Linked DNA regions of Sus scrofa: all the other regions are linked to region 1. Evidence: chromatin contacts called from public HiChIP or PLAC-seq data. All regions are on one chromosome and are shown on one strand. Each heading gives the region's core, a stretch centred on a gene start, on an enhancer-like site or on the middle of the called end of the contact. The rest is flanking DNA. Distances are from core to core; before and after follow the strand shown. Region 1 has its middle 60 kb from the start of MTHFD1. Region 2 holds the start of AKAP5 (A-kinase anchor protein 5). Region 3 overlaps MTHFD1 (C-1-tetrahydrofolate synthase, cytoplasmic).

Region 1 (4,567 bases), core at 1,113-3,612:
CCACATTCTTGGCTCATTGCCTCCTTCTTCCATCATCAAAACCAGGGATATTAGGCCCACCTAGTCTTTCTCACACTACCATTTCCTTCTCCTCTTGTAAGAACATGTCATGTGTGATTACATTAGGCCTACCCAGACAATCAAGAATAATCTCCCTCTCTCCCACCCCCCCTTTTTTTTCCATTTTATGGCCACACCCACAGCATATGGAAGTTGCTAGGCCAGGGACTGAATTTGAGCCATGGCTGTGACCTACACAGAGCTGCGGCAGTGATGGATCCTTTAACCCACTGTGCCAGGCAGGATATCAAACTCATACCTCAGCAGTGACTTGAGCCACTGCAGTTGGCTTTTTAATCCACTGCACCGTGGCAGGAACTCCAATCTCATTTTTTTCTTGTCTTTTTAGGGCCACACCCCTGGCCTATGGAGGTTCCTAGGCTAGGGGTTGAATCAGAGCTGTAGCTGCCAGCCTAAACCACAGCCACAGCAACACCATATCTGAACTGCGTCTGCGACCTACACCAAACCTCATGGCAATGCGGGATTCTTAACCCACTGAACGAGGCCAGGGCTTGAACCTACATCCTCATGAATGCTAGTTAGATTTGTTTCTGCTGAGCATGATGGGAACTCCCCAGTTTCCCTCTTTCAAAGACAGCTGATTAGCAACCTTAATTCTCTCTTGTCATGTAGCCCAATATATTCACATGCTCCAGGGATTAGGACAAGTACACATTTAGGGAGCCATTATTCTAGAAACCTACCACCATTCACATCTTATAATTGAACACATCCCTGCCTTATGAACAAACTCCACCACTACATATATACTTAGCAGAAATATGTATATGTAGTCTGCAAAAAGACATTTACAAAATTATTCAGGGCAGCATTGTTCATAATTGCCCCAAACTGGAAACTAGCCAAATGACCAAATGTTTACCAAAATATGTTTACCGAAGTAGAGCAAACATGACAACTGTTGTGGTCTGTGCACTCGGGCCGAGAACGAATTTCCAAACTCATACTGGAGTGAAAAGAAGAGATTATTGAGCATGGTGAAGTGGAGAGAAAGCAGAGATGCTACAAGCACAGCAGGAGGACTTCCTGACAATCTGGGAGAGGCAGACAACAGGTGGTTCTCTCTGTTTTTATTACCCAGGGAGAGCAGTCTCCCAGTACAGCTGCCAACTGGTTGGGGAAGGCGAGGGGTGTCTTAGGACACCCTTGCTGGTTGGTTGTGGGGCGTATAAGAGCCCTATAGGGTGGGGTGAGGAGTGGGCCACATACCTTTCCTAGTAGGGGGTAGGTAGGAGTAAGCCGGGTTGCTCAAGGTTGGGGAAGAAGCTTTACGATGACACAGGTGGGGCGATGCTAAGGGTCTGATAATTCTTGTCTTGGCCAGAGGCTTTGAGTTCAATCTTCTTGAAGGGGCCTTGAAGCCCAACCACAATCAGATCATTAGTTGAGCATTCAGATCCTCTTCAGATGTAGGACAAGGAGAGGCAAACTGGAATACTGAATTTTCTCAGGGGCCAAACCAGAAACAGACCTTTTGTCCAAGACTGCAGAGATGACATACAGAGGAGGGTATGAATTTGAGGAGAAATGGTACATTTATGGAACTCCACTTAGCATGTGTTAAGCCCCAATATGGTGGAAAAAGCAATGAATAGCTTGCAAGAGGACTTTAGCTCTTGATGAACATCTGTCACTAACCAGACTTGTAACCCTTGGCTAGGTCCTGGACTGAACTAGAATTTTCTTTACCTCAAAATTAGAGAGGATTTCTAATTCTAGATTCCAGGCAGCACCAACTACCTTGGCAGAAACAATTTTCAGGTCAGATTAATGCAGTTTGTTGCCAAAGAAGTACAGGAGCCAGCAGGCACAGCAATCAGGCATATTCCGCACCGGTTTTTCCTTAGCTGTAAGGCGCGGGTCTACAGGCTTAATAGGCAGAGATCAAGCCCCCTTCCCCTGTTTACCTAACTCAGGCCCTTCTCCTACCAGCGTCCCCTACCGCAGAGCTCCCTACTCTGAATCCTCGCCTGTGGCCCGACACATCCTAGCAACAAGAGCAGCTGCCTACACAGAGACCATTTTTCTGTACGGTACTCCCACTCAAAATTCCACTGTGAACGTAGTTAACTGTAAATGTCACACCTTCCATGACCGCGCGTGGAACCACCCACCCTGCGCAAGTCCGTGCTCTTGCGCATGCGCGCTGCAGCGCGCGTACGCAGCCCTGCGGGCCCCCCAGGAAGCTAAACTTGCACAAGGGAGGTGCTAGACTGGAGATGCGTCAAACTGCCGTTCCTCTATAGGCGGAAGACGCGGAGCAACTGGTGGTGACTGGCTGACAGGAATGATTGGCTGGTGGAAGGACTCTTTCTGGAACGCTCTTTGATGTGGGCTGGGAACCTGCGCTAGAGGGCACCCCGACGTGAATCCATCAGTCAGGCGGCCGGGCTGAGTGCGGAGTCGAGGAGGCGGTCCCCCGGGGAACAGTTTCGGGGGTGCGGGAGGCCTGCGTGCGGCCCCTGCTGGAGGATTCTGGCCCGGTTCCCTTGCGGGGATGCCGGGCTGACCTGAAGGGGTGGACCTGCAGAGTGTGGGCGGTGTTTGGCGTTCTTGTCCAGTGGCTCCGTCAGACTCCTGTAGGGGGGACGGGCGGGGGGAGGGGCACCCCTATACTGAATAGGAGGGTCTGGGTGGCGCCCCTGACTGGTTTTTAAATCTCTAAGGTTTTGTCAGAATCTAATGCTCGGCCAAGGTTGAAGCCCAGCGCGCTGTTTCAGGCCTGCCGCGCTGGAGTGCTGCGTGGCTCCCGAAGGGCCCGGGGTAACCCCGGGATTGGCCTGTTTTGGGAAGGTCGTCAATTTTGCAAGTCTAGATTTTGGAGATCTGGAGTTACATGCCAAGAGCTCAGCAAGAGCGGACACTCCTCCCCATAGGCGTCCACTCTGGAGAAGAAATGGATATTGGGCTTCGGTTGGGGAGCCTCAGGTGCTGCAAGTTGAGTCCGTAGAGTGCTGGAGGAACTTGGCTGGTTCTTATGGCGCTCAGATTACAAACAGTTATCCCGATATAGTTCTGTAATTTATCTGTTACTTAGGTCATTTTGGCCTCTACCAAATATCTGGGTTTCATTTACAAACCATTTCTTAGGGAGGTGAAATCAATGGCAGAGCTCATCTTTTGAACTAGATTTATTCTTTGATTTCGGGTTTTGGTAGATGGCTTTTTACATTATTCTTAAATTCCGATGCTATCTTACAGGAGTCCCATATATGGAGTTAGAGGATCTCTCTTATTAACAGTTTTATTGAAATGTAATTTGCATGCCATAGAGTTAAATTTTAAGTGAACAATTCATTGATTTTGTAACATTTACAGAGTTCCGCAGCCATCACTGTAATGAATTAGAGAATCTTTGGCGATTTTTTTTTCCTTTACTGTTGTCAAGTTTGACTAAGTGGCTATTTTGGAAATACAACCTAAGAGCTTCTGAAAAAATGTATGCTCAAATTGTGTATACCTGAGCAGTTGAAATTAAGAGAATTGAAGTAAATGTTCCTAGAAATTGCGGGTATTGAAACTTTTCGTGTATTGTAATACTAAGAAGATAGGGACTATTCCAAGTGTATAAGCTCCATTTTACAGTTGATAAAATCAACTTTGAAGGATAAGTTGCTTAAAGCTACCTATTTGTGCCTAGGCTAGGCCCCAACCCTGCATACTCTGTCTCTAAATTTATTGCCTTTTCTACCTCATTGCCCTGGTTTCCAATTATATTATGCATGTATGACCTGTACAATTCATTCATTTATTGAGCAAATAATTAGAGTGGCTACTATGCCAAAAACAACCAAAAACACTGCTCTAGGTGCTAGATACCATAGTGAACCAGCTAAGTACTTGCCCCTCAGCCAATATTTTGATGAGACAATGATCAATTGAAGAAATATACTAATTTTAGATATTGAGCCATGCTATTAAAAAAAAAAAACTTAGAGTATAGGGAATGGTGGTAGGAGACAGGATCTGACTTGAGCAGAAATCTGAAAGGAGAGGAAGTTGGGGCATAAGGAAAAGAAAATAAGAATTTGATTTGAGAAACTGGGAAAATGGAGTTGCCACTTGCTTAGTTGAAATATATTAAGTAACACTGTGGAAGGACTAGGTTTGGGGGCTAAGATGATGAATTCAGCTGTAGATGTATTTAGATGCCTCTTAGTCTACCAAGTGGAAATACAGTGTTTAAATCCATGAGGTTGGATGTAATATGACCAAGGGAATGAGCGTAGGTAGGGAGAAGCCAAAGCACTAATCTCTATGACACTTCAGTGTTCAGAATTCAAGGAGATGAGGAGGATCCAGGAAGGAAGCTTGAAAAGGAGAGTCCTGTGTTTTAGAAAAACCAGGGGAGAATTCAGCCTTAGGAGACAAGGAAGTGTTTTGTAGAAGGGGTAATTAACTGTGTCAAATGTTACATATTAATCAGATAATATGAAGACAGAACAGCCCATTTGTAAGAGAGATATGTAAAATCGTTTGATAT
Region 2 (4,567 bases), core at 1,191-3,690, 130 kb before region 1:
GTTGACAAAAACCACCACTACCACCACCAAAAAACAATAAAGGGCAGGGTGCTGGGCAAGCTAAATTTTATTACATCCAATAAGGAGTTCTGAAGTTGCAAAGGATCTTAGAGATCATTTGAGATTATTCAGATCCAGCCAGATGAAGAAACTGAGCTCCAAAGTGGGCAGCTGGCCCGCTAAAAGCCACACAGTTAGATGAGGTCATAGCCAGAGTTAGAACTGAAGACTTTAACTCTCTGATGTTCTTTCCATTATACCATAAGGTTTCTGTTCTAAAAATGTATATTCCATGAAGGAGGTGCTACTTTTCATACATGCTCTTGGGAAATTTAACATTACTGTCATTCTCCACTCTTAAATTTGTTTGTATAACTTTGACATTTTTTTCCTAAGTATCTGCTGTTTAAACATTTTCCATAACGAGCACGTAACTGAAGATCAGAGTGAATGATAACAGTAGTTGACATTTGTTGAGCAACTCCTGTGTATTAGGAAGTGCTAAGCCCTTTTACACACATCTCTAATCCTCCCACATTATAGAGTAGGTGGTGGTATCACCATCTACAGATGAAGAAATTGAGGCCCAGAGCGAGGTTAATTTGCTCTAGATGAGCTAGTCAATAACAGAGCTCAGATTCAACCCAAAATTGCTTGTTTCTGAAGCCCATCCCCTGAAACTGGGCTTTAGGATTTTCATCAGAAAAAAATGACGTTTTTGGAGATGCTAATCTGCACCAAACTCACTAGCCCGAAAATTTAAAGATTGTTCAGTGGTCATGTAACCAGGATGCAGCCCATCAACTCATAGCTGAAGCAAGAGTAGACTGAGTTCTTGCCATTTTAAAATCAAGCTTTTGAAATTCTTTATATTTTCTTGGTTCTGGAACTAATCTAAAAGCCAAAAATAAATAGATAAGTTGTGCAACTGACAAACTGATTATACATAAACATAAAGGTATATTTTAAAGTTAATCCACAAGATGGTATGATAGTACCAGAGAACAGAGAAAGGAGGTGACCACCTAACAGAAATCCTGTGGATTTTAGTTTATGGATGTCTGAAGATAAGCAAAGGGAATCTTTCTTTGTACTTTTAAAAAAATGTAAATCCTTCACTGTTGAAGGTTTATTTGGGCAACTCCTGATTCCATGAACCACAGAAGGAATTGGAACTCTGAATATCAGTTCATGATGTAAGCAAATATTCCCTTAGGTCGGGTGATACATACTCCATTGCCTCCGACAGAAAGACAAAGCCATCCTACAACCATGATGGAACTAAAATATGAACATTTAACAGTGTCCCTCTAAACATGATACACTAGAACCACAGCTAATTATAGCTCTTTGTCTCCGCACCTCTTATGAATCCTCCCACCTGAGTGTTTTTTTATTAACCGGAGGGATGTATACCTAATAGAAATGCTGATATTAGATCATTTAGGAATGTGTCATTTGAAACTAACTTGGATTGCTCAAGGACAATTGCTTGAGAAGCTCACTGGAATGTATACCAAGATGTAGAACTACAACAGATATCCAAACAAAACCTAACTGAAAGGGGGAGAATGCAGTCTGTGGCTATTAAAACTTTGCGGAACATTAGACTGCAAATGATTCGTCCTTAACCTGCAGAAGTAGTTTTATTGCTCCAGGAAGCTGTAATTTCCTGATAGAATCGCAAGTCTGCTGCCACTGAAAATACCCCTTGCCCTTTTCCCGTGAGCAGAGAAGCACGGAGGCAAAGAGCAGCCACTTCCTGAGAAAAGCGGTGCATCTCTCCCCGCGCCAGGTGTGGGCCACACGAAGCTTCCTTCAGGAGGAAGGCATCTCTCATTCGGCTTGACGCGCCTTATGGCAGGAGCTAGAGCGCAGGATAAAGTACTCAAAAAGGAAAGTGCTGGGGCGGGGAACAGCTAATCCAGCTTCAAGCTAAATGTACAATTATAATGGCCAGGAAGCCCACACCGCATTCGCCCCGAAAAGGGCAAGGAAGGAAAAAAGCTACCAGCTACACAAGCCCCCAGGACAACTCAAACGCGGGGAGGGCAGGTGGGCAGAGTGATGAGGGTCGTACTGAGTGGAGATGTCTGCGGACAAACACCTTCCCCCGTTGTTACCCCGGCCACCTTCGGGGCCCCAGATTCCCGGTGGCCAGCGGGCACCTCCCGCCCACTCCGCCACGCGGGCGGTCGGCGGACCGGACACCGGCCCCGCGCCCTCTTTCCTCACAGCCTCATCGCCCGCTTCACTTACCGAGGGCGCCGGGGTCCCTGGACAACGCTGCCGCGGAGGTCGCGGGGGCGCCCGCGGGGCCGGCGGGAAGGCAGCGGCGCACCGGGAGCGAGCAACCCTCTGCAGAGGGACCGCAGCCGGGCGACGCCCCCTCCCCAGAGCGCGGGGACCGACAGCTGGAGGCACCAATGCGCGTGGAGCAGGCGGGCGCGGGGCGGGGCCCGGGCTGGGGGCGGGGGCGGTGGCCCGGGGGAGGGGCGGGGGGGGGACAGGAGGTCCACCTGCGGGTGAGCCCAGCCCCGGGCGTGGGACCTTCGCGCGCCCAGCCAGGCGGCAATCTTTTAGGCGCGACCACATCCAGGCAAGGGCCGGGGGCCACCGAGAGAGATGGGGAGGGGACCAAGGTCGTAAGCCTTCCATTTTCTCAGATGCAAAGTAGCAAAATCCAATTTTAAACTATGGGCACTCACATCATAAATCCCCCCACTGAATATTTAAAGTCACAGCAGATATCACATTTTAAAAGTAGGATTCAGATCTGTGCAGAGTCAATCTCGTTTGAAAAGAAAAATTACCTATATGAATAGAGAAAATAAAACTTTTCCAGGAATGGGTTTGGGTGTAATGCACTTATCACGGTTCCCTGCCAAAGGTTCTCAGAGGCCCAAGACACAGACCCTTGTCTCCTAAGAATCTAGGAGGAAGGAAGAGATGATGCAAACTGTGTGATATCGATGTCAGAAGGGCACAGAAACACAGCCCCCTCCCTCCTTTACATCTTGTATATTTCCAGGATTCAGTCGATTACAAGTTACCCGTTTCCCTTACATTCCTAGGTGTCTGCTTAACCTTGTCCCTCTCAAGTACAGCGCGGGGTGAGGGTTAGGGGTTTAAAACATGAGTTGACTTTCCTCACAATTCTAGTACAGACCAGAGCAAAGGGCACTGGCAATATTCACTCTCTGTTTGGCTAGGCTGTGTTATTTTCACACATTTTGAGAGTCTTTATCTAAGCAAGTTCCCAGTCATAGTGAAAAGCACCATAAGCATTGATTTGTATACATAATCCACTGTATATAGTGGATTAGCACCAATGAAAGGTGTTGCAGTGAGAGTTTAGGGTGACTTGCTTTGGGCTTAATATTACCTACAAGGGCATTCCTGGGAGCCTCTATGGTGAGGTCCTGCAGGATGCACAATTCCTGCCTCCTCCTCTGGCCCCTCCCAAGCATACTATCTAGATGAAGAAGCTATTAAGGCAGAGGGAAGAACTATGAAAAGCAGTTGTACTTATCTCTTTTCTTCAATAGGACCATGAGCTTTGAGAGAGTAAAGCTCTTACCCACTTTTGGATGCTTATCCAGGAATATAGTTTACCTTTGTAAGATTCTTTATTAAGGAAAGAACTATTTACACAATAGCAAAGCTGAATCTAAGCTGTCAAGATCCTAGAGACAAGCGCTATAAAACAGGAAAATCCCTAAGCACCTATAGTAGAGATAATTAAGAATTCAATTTATCTTTATTTATTCAGCTAACACCAGTCTGTGTACATCTCCTTTATATCCCCAGATGAGTTACTAACCCTGCTTACTGCCAGATTTGAACTCTGAACAAGCCAAAAGAAATCCATGCCATTCATAACCAACTGAGATGCTCTTACTTACTAAGTACAAGTTTTCTCAAATCTAGATCTGGGAGTTAGCTACAATTTCAGGCAAAAATAAGATGAGCTTATCTAAATGAAGACAGAGTAGAAGAGCTGTCTTTATTAGAAAATAATTGGGAATGAAATAAAGGACAGGTTAAAATAATAAAGGCCATTTTAACAACTTGTAGATCTTATTCCACTTGTTTTCCTTTCTTTTTTGGGTCCCACTTGTGGCATATGGAAGTTCCCAGGATATAAGTCCAATCGGAGCTGCAGCTGCTGATCTACACCACAGTCACAGCAGCACAGGATCTGTGCCTCATCTGCAACCTATATCACAGCTGACGGCAACGCCGGATCTCCAACCCACTAATCGAGGCCAGAGATCGAACCTGTGTCCTCATGGATACTAGCTGGGTTCATTTCTGCTGAGCCACAACAGGAACTCCTCCATTTGCTTTTCTTAAAACAAAACAACTAAAGAATGGGAACCGAAGGGTACTCTGAAGAGGTGAATTGATTTTGTATTTGAAGGGCAGATTTCTTTAAGCTGTATTCTAAATAACTCATTCCCAACTTCCAACACACGGGGTATAGAACCATATAAATAAAATATTTCACTGTGGGTTTCTTTTAGGATACAGCTAGAACCTGACGCCATATCTGAGTTTTAAAAAA
Region 3 (4,567 bases), core at 728-3,227, 74 kb before region 1:
AATATCCACAACTATCTGTGAAGACTATTAAAAGAACTCTTCCTTTTATCACCATATGTCTGCATAAGGTCAGATGTTCTTCGTATGTTTCTATCCAACCAGCATAGCAAAAGATTGAATACAGAAATAGATAGGAATCCAGCTGTCTTCTGTTAAACCAGACAGTACACTGGCCAGAAAATTAAAGCGTTTTACAAAAAGGTAAAACAATGCCCCTCTTTCATTCAATTTTATTTTCTAAGTTACTTTGTCATAAAAATGTTACTCATGCTAACATACAATGAACTTACTATTGGCCTTTTTTCTGGCTGTGTCCTCAACATGCCAAAGTTCCGGGGCCAGGGATGGAACCTGAGCCACAGCGGTGACAACGCCAAATACTTAACTGCTAGGCCACCAGGGAACTCCCTACTGGCATTTTTACATGCATAAATATCTTTAAACTTCTTAGTTTTAATTTCTAATGTAGTAAATATCAATGGATAAATCCATACAAACAAAAGTTCCTAAGGTCATTTGAAAAGTGTAAACAGATCCTGAGAACAAAGTTCAAGGGACACTGGATTAGAGAAAGGGTCGCCACAGAGAAGAGCCGAGGGCCAGGACATGCCAACATGTGGAAGTTGACCTGAAGAGGAGGAGTCTGAAGAGAGGAACTCAAAAGGTCTGAGGTTCCATTAAAAAAAAAAAAAAAAAAAAAAGGGAAGAGATTTAAGCACTAATGAGAGAGATCGAGAAAGGAAGATGTTAGGGGAAATGCACCATCATAATACCTGTAAAATGGCCAGGCCTGGGGTGAAACCAGGTACCTGCTCCTTCATCTGAGCGACTTTGCTCTTCAGTTTCTCCCTTATTTGCCTAGAGAAAAAGGAAAAGATTGCCGTTAACCCTTAATGTTTTAAGCCACAAATTAGCAACATGTATCATTGGATATATTTCTCTTAAATTATAAACACCTTCACTGAACACTATCTGGCATGTACCCTGTACCACCCACCCAATTTTCCAGGCCTCAAGCAGACCTGGATCTTTTCTATCTCCCGTTGACACTGACTGGGCCATGGGGTATGGGACAGTTAGTTTAAAACATATTAATTGATGGCATTCAAAATCATACAGTGAACAAGTAAAAACGTGGACCACCAGTTCTGAAGGTTGCCAATCCTCATCTTTCTCAGCATTTCCACCGCCCAGGTGCTATAGGAAAAAAAGTTTGCAGGAAAGAACTCAAGCTCATAGCGGCTCAGCCAACGTTACCTAGCAAGATGATCACAGGTAGGCCCATAAAGCTGAACAATAAATCAATGAATCCACTCTGAATTCAGTATGAACTTTAAAACGATATCCTAATTTACAAAAGAATTTTTCTTACTCAAGGTTGAAAGCATAATGTCTTCTGAAACAAAGATTTATACAATTTATACAACTTCCCAATACAAGAGAACATTAAGTAAATTATATTACATCCATAAATAAACATACAAAATAATCCAACTCTGTCCAGTTACGATATAGTCATAAACTTGAATGGGATCTATCTTGAAGGGCAAATTTTGTCATTTGTCTTTCACTTGACAAATACACCTGAACATGTGCAAGCATCTCTTCCCTCACTCTCATTTGGTTATTCCCTTCCCCAATGCTGCACACTTAACAAATATCTGGCATAAAAGGGCACAGGAGTTGCAGGGAATACATTATTTGGATTAGCCTAGTAAAAGGTAAGAATGGCGAACGATACAAGAAGTCATACCTAAGACTTCAAAATCTTACTTCAAGCTAATAGCCTTGGTTTTTCTCAAATCAATATTCTATAAATCATATAGTTCAAAAGAAGAATGGATTGTTGAAGTTTCTTTTACTGGGATGTGATCTGAGCGGAGGCCACAATTCTGCTGACACAAGACAACAGGAAATGCTAGAGCTGCCAAGTTCTCCCTAGGCTGCTGCTGTAACTCCCCGGCAGTTCCAGCCTGCGCTGTTTCTCCTGCATGGGACATCAGAAGTGGTGCCTGGGGAGCTGCAGAAGGCTCCTGACGGGGGCCAAGTTTCCAGACTCCACTCTCTCCTCTCCCCTTCCTGCCCTCCAAACATTATATGAACACAAAGTGCTAGACAAAAGTTTCTACTAGTTTTTCTTCACCCTCCAGACCCTCCAAACTCCACAGTTGGCAAGAGGGGAGGGTGGAAAAAACAGCCACTCCTGGCACAATGTAAGACTTAAATAAGGAGAACCAACAGTGAAAACATATGAATGCATCTGAGACTCTCAATAACCCTGTGAGGGAGGCAAGGGAGAAGCAGCCTTCTTATTTCTGTTCACAGATGTAGAGACAGAGGCTCTAAGCAGTCAGATCAAGTGACTTTCCCAGGGCCAATTAAGAGAATGAACAGCAAGTGCAAAGGTCCTGAGTGGGTCACTGAGGGCCAAGGGGAAGCAGTAATCAGATCAGGAGACTGTCGTTTATTCTGAATGTGATGGGAGGCTATTAGAGGGTTTTGAACGGGGCTGACACCATCAGACTTACATTTTTCAAGGACTATTCTGGCTGCTGAATTGGGACCAGACCCTGGGGGGAAGGGTGAGAATGAGGGACACCAGCAAAAAGTTAACTGCATTTGCAGAATCCAGGCCAGAGGTGACGGTGGCTTGGATTATGGTGTCAGTGTTAACCATTGATACCATAATGGTGAGAAGTACATGTATTCTAGATACACTAAACATGAAACACAAAGGAAATACTGGGGCTACAGATGACTCTGAGGCTTTTGGGGCTCTGAAATGGAGCTGGAAAGATTGACAACTACAAATTTAGGGACAGAGCAGATTTCATACTGAGACAGTGAATTTATTCACCAAATCTTATAAGGATTCTAGAATAAGTAAGCATTTGAGTCTTGACGAAGGACTCTAGGGACAAATAAAAATAATACTTATATGCAGCAGGTACTAAGTAAGTTACAGGAACCCAGTACTATAAGGTGGTACAGGTGGAAAATGTTGTTTCAGCCAGCAGGTTGAGAACAAAGAACAAAATGTTCTGTACTTCCTGTGCTATAATTTAAAGAGGTCTAAGTGTGCATTCTTCCCCCCAAAGAAGATTATAGCTGGAGAGCAGTTACCCTGACCCTCTTAAACTTTGTCTAAGAAGTAGGATTGTTTTTAAAGTTGCATCAGCCGGGATATTCTTCCAACTACAAAGATTTGTTTGAAAGCTAACACTTAGGCTGCTATAAGACATCATCAGAAGAGCAAGAAGATACTTTTAAATGGACATAAACCTCAGTCAGCAAAAACTAGACAGCCCAGAACATGAAAGCAACAGGTGGAAGATTTTCTGCCCTGGTGAGGGGGAAAAAAAAAAAATCAGGACAGTTGTAATTAGGTCTCCCTAAGTCCCTTAAGTTTTTTTCCTGCCTGGTTTTCTTGGTTGGCCACTAACTGAAGCACCTTAAAATGAAAAGTGGAATAACAAAAGCCAAGTGTCAGGTATGCCTAAAGTTGAAGAAACTATAAAAGAACCAGGAGAAAAAAAATTAGTACTTCCTCCCTTGTCTGTCTTTAATTTAGGGTCATAGAGCTGTGATGAATCAAATGGTAGGAAGCCCTTGAATTTCATAGCTCATTTCCAGAAAGTTTTGAAATGCTATAATGGAACAACTTTTGCATCATCAAAACCTCCTTCCTTGAATGACAGACGCCTCCCATTTCTATCCATGGCCCCGTGAGTTATGCCATCCTGGTAAAGATCTTTGGGGCAAAGGGAGGCAGAAGCAGGCATGTGGAGAACCACTCAGCACCCCCGAATAGAACTATGGATGTCAGACCATCTTCCACCAACATTCTCTAAAATCTAAGGGAAGACAAGTCTCAATCTTGATGCAGGAGAAATCAGTACTCGAGTGACAATGAACACAGCAGGACAAAGCAGAGTAAACCCCTGAGGTCTCTCTGGTCCTCAGGGACAGACACTCGTACAACAGTCATAGCCAATTAAACATAAACAGACACGGTTGCAGTTTGAACTCAGTTACTGCTGGCATCTAGTGAACAGAGACTAGGGACGCAATTAGACATCCTACAGTGCACAGGACAGCCCGTCACAACAAAGAATTACCCAGCCCAATGTTAATAGCGCCTCAGGTTGAAAAACCCTGCCACTGGCCAATAACATGCAATGTTTGGAGTGATCAATTCTTCCTAAAGGGCCAAAAAATGAAGGTGGAAATCATTTCTAGTTCAACCTATCAAAAGTTGTGTGACTCTCCATGGATAAAGTCATTTGGGTGACTATCAGTCTTCTCCAAGTTACCTTCTCCCACATACAAAGCCTAGTCAATAAAAGTCAAAAGGTGTCCATCCCTATAGAATTCTATCATCCTTGAAAAATCCTAGTCAGAGTCCAACAGCTCTAAACAAAGAAATACACAGGTGGTCAAAACACATGAAAAGATGCTCAACATTGCTAATTATTAGAGAAATGCAAATCAGAACTACAATGAGGTATCATCTCACACAGGTTAGAATGGCTATCATCAAAAAGTCTACAGAAAATAGGAGTTTCTG

Evidence for each region. HiChIP or PLAC-seq counts read pairs in DNA pulled down with a chosen protein or histone mark.
Region 2: a contact with region 1 is called in an H3K27ac HiChIP or PLAC-seq map of alveolar macrophages. The contact joins the promoter of AKAP5 here to the enhancer-like site in region 1. A contact is called at or near these places in 1 of 5 promoter capture datasets (liver), 3 of 47 Hi-C or Micro-C datasets (fetal heart ventricle, retroperitoneal adipose tissue and skeletal muscle) and 2 of 2 datasets of contacts at active chromatin or transcription factors (alveolar macrophages and skeletal muscle).
Region 3: an H3K27ac HiChIP or PLAC-seq map of alveolar macrophages shows a contact between it and region 1. The contact joins two enhancer-like sites. A contact is called at or near these places in 2 of 5 promoter capture datasets (fetal liver and liver), 1 of 47 Hi-C or Micro-C datasets (heart right ventricle) and 1 of 2 datasets of contacts at active chromatin or transcription factors (alveolar macrophages).

What each region holds. Positions count from the first base shown.
Region 1 is chr7:88,408,841-88,413,407 of Sscrofa11.1, reverse strand. No RefSeq gene overlaps it. Among named protein-coding and RNA genes, the nearest start is that of MTHFD1, 60 kb to the left of the region's middle. Within about 2 kb of position 2,362, at least 65 of the 83 cell types and tissues checked have an H3K27ac peak or open chromatin away from gene starts, as enhancers often do. A contact at or near this core is called in alveolar macrophages, fetal liver, liver and 2 more, where this site is marked.
Region 2 is chr7:88,536,811-88,541,377 of Sscrofa11.1, reverse strand. AKAP5 (A-kinase anchor protein 5) reads right to left here and starts at 2,440. Exons shown (of 2, transcript XM_021099926.1): 1 at 2,260-2,440. All of the region lies in intron 4 of ZBTB25 (zinc finger and BTB domain-containing protein 25), which reads left to right.
Region 3 is chr7:88,482,056-88,486,622 of Sscrofa11.1, reverse strand. It overlaps MTHFD1 (C-1-tetrahydrofolate synthase, cytoplasmic), which reads right to left. Exons shown (of 27, transcript XM_021099913.1): 2 at 774-858. Among named protein-coding and RNA genes, the nearest start is that of MTHFD1, 13 kb to the right of the region's middle. Within about 2 kb of position 1,977, at least 30 of the 83 cell types and tissues checked have an H3K27ac peak or open chromatin away from gene starts, as enhancers often do. A contact at or near this core is called in alveolar macrophages, fetal liver and liver, where this site is marked.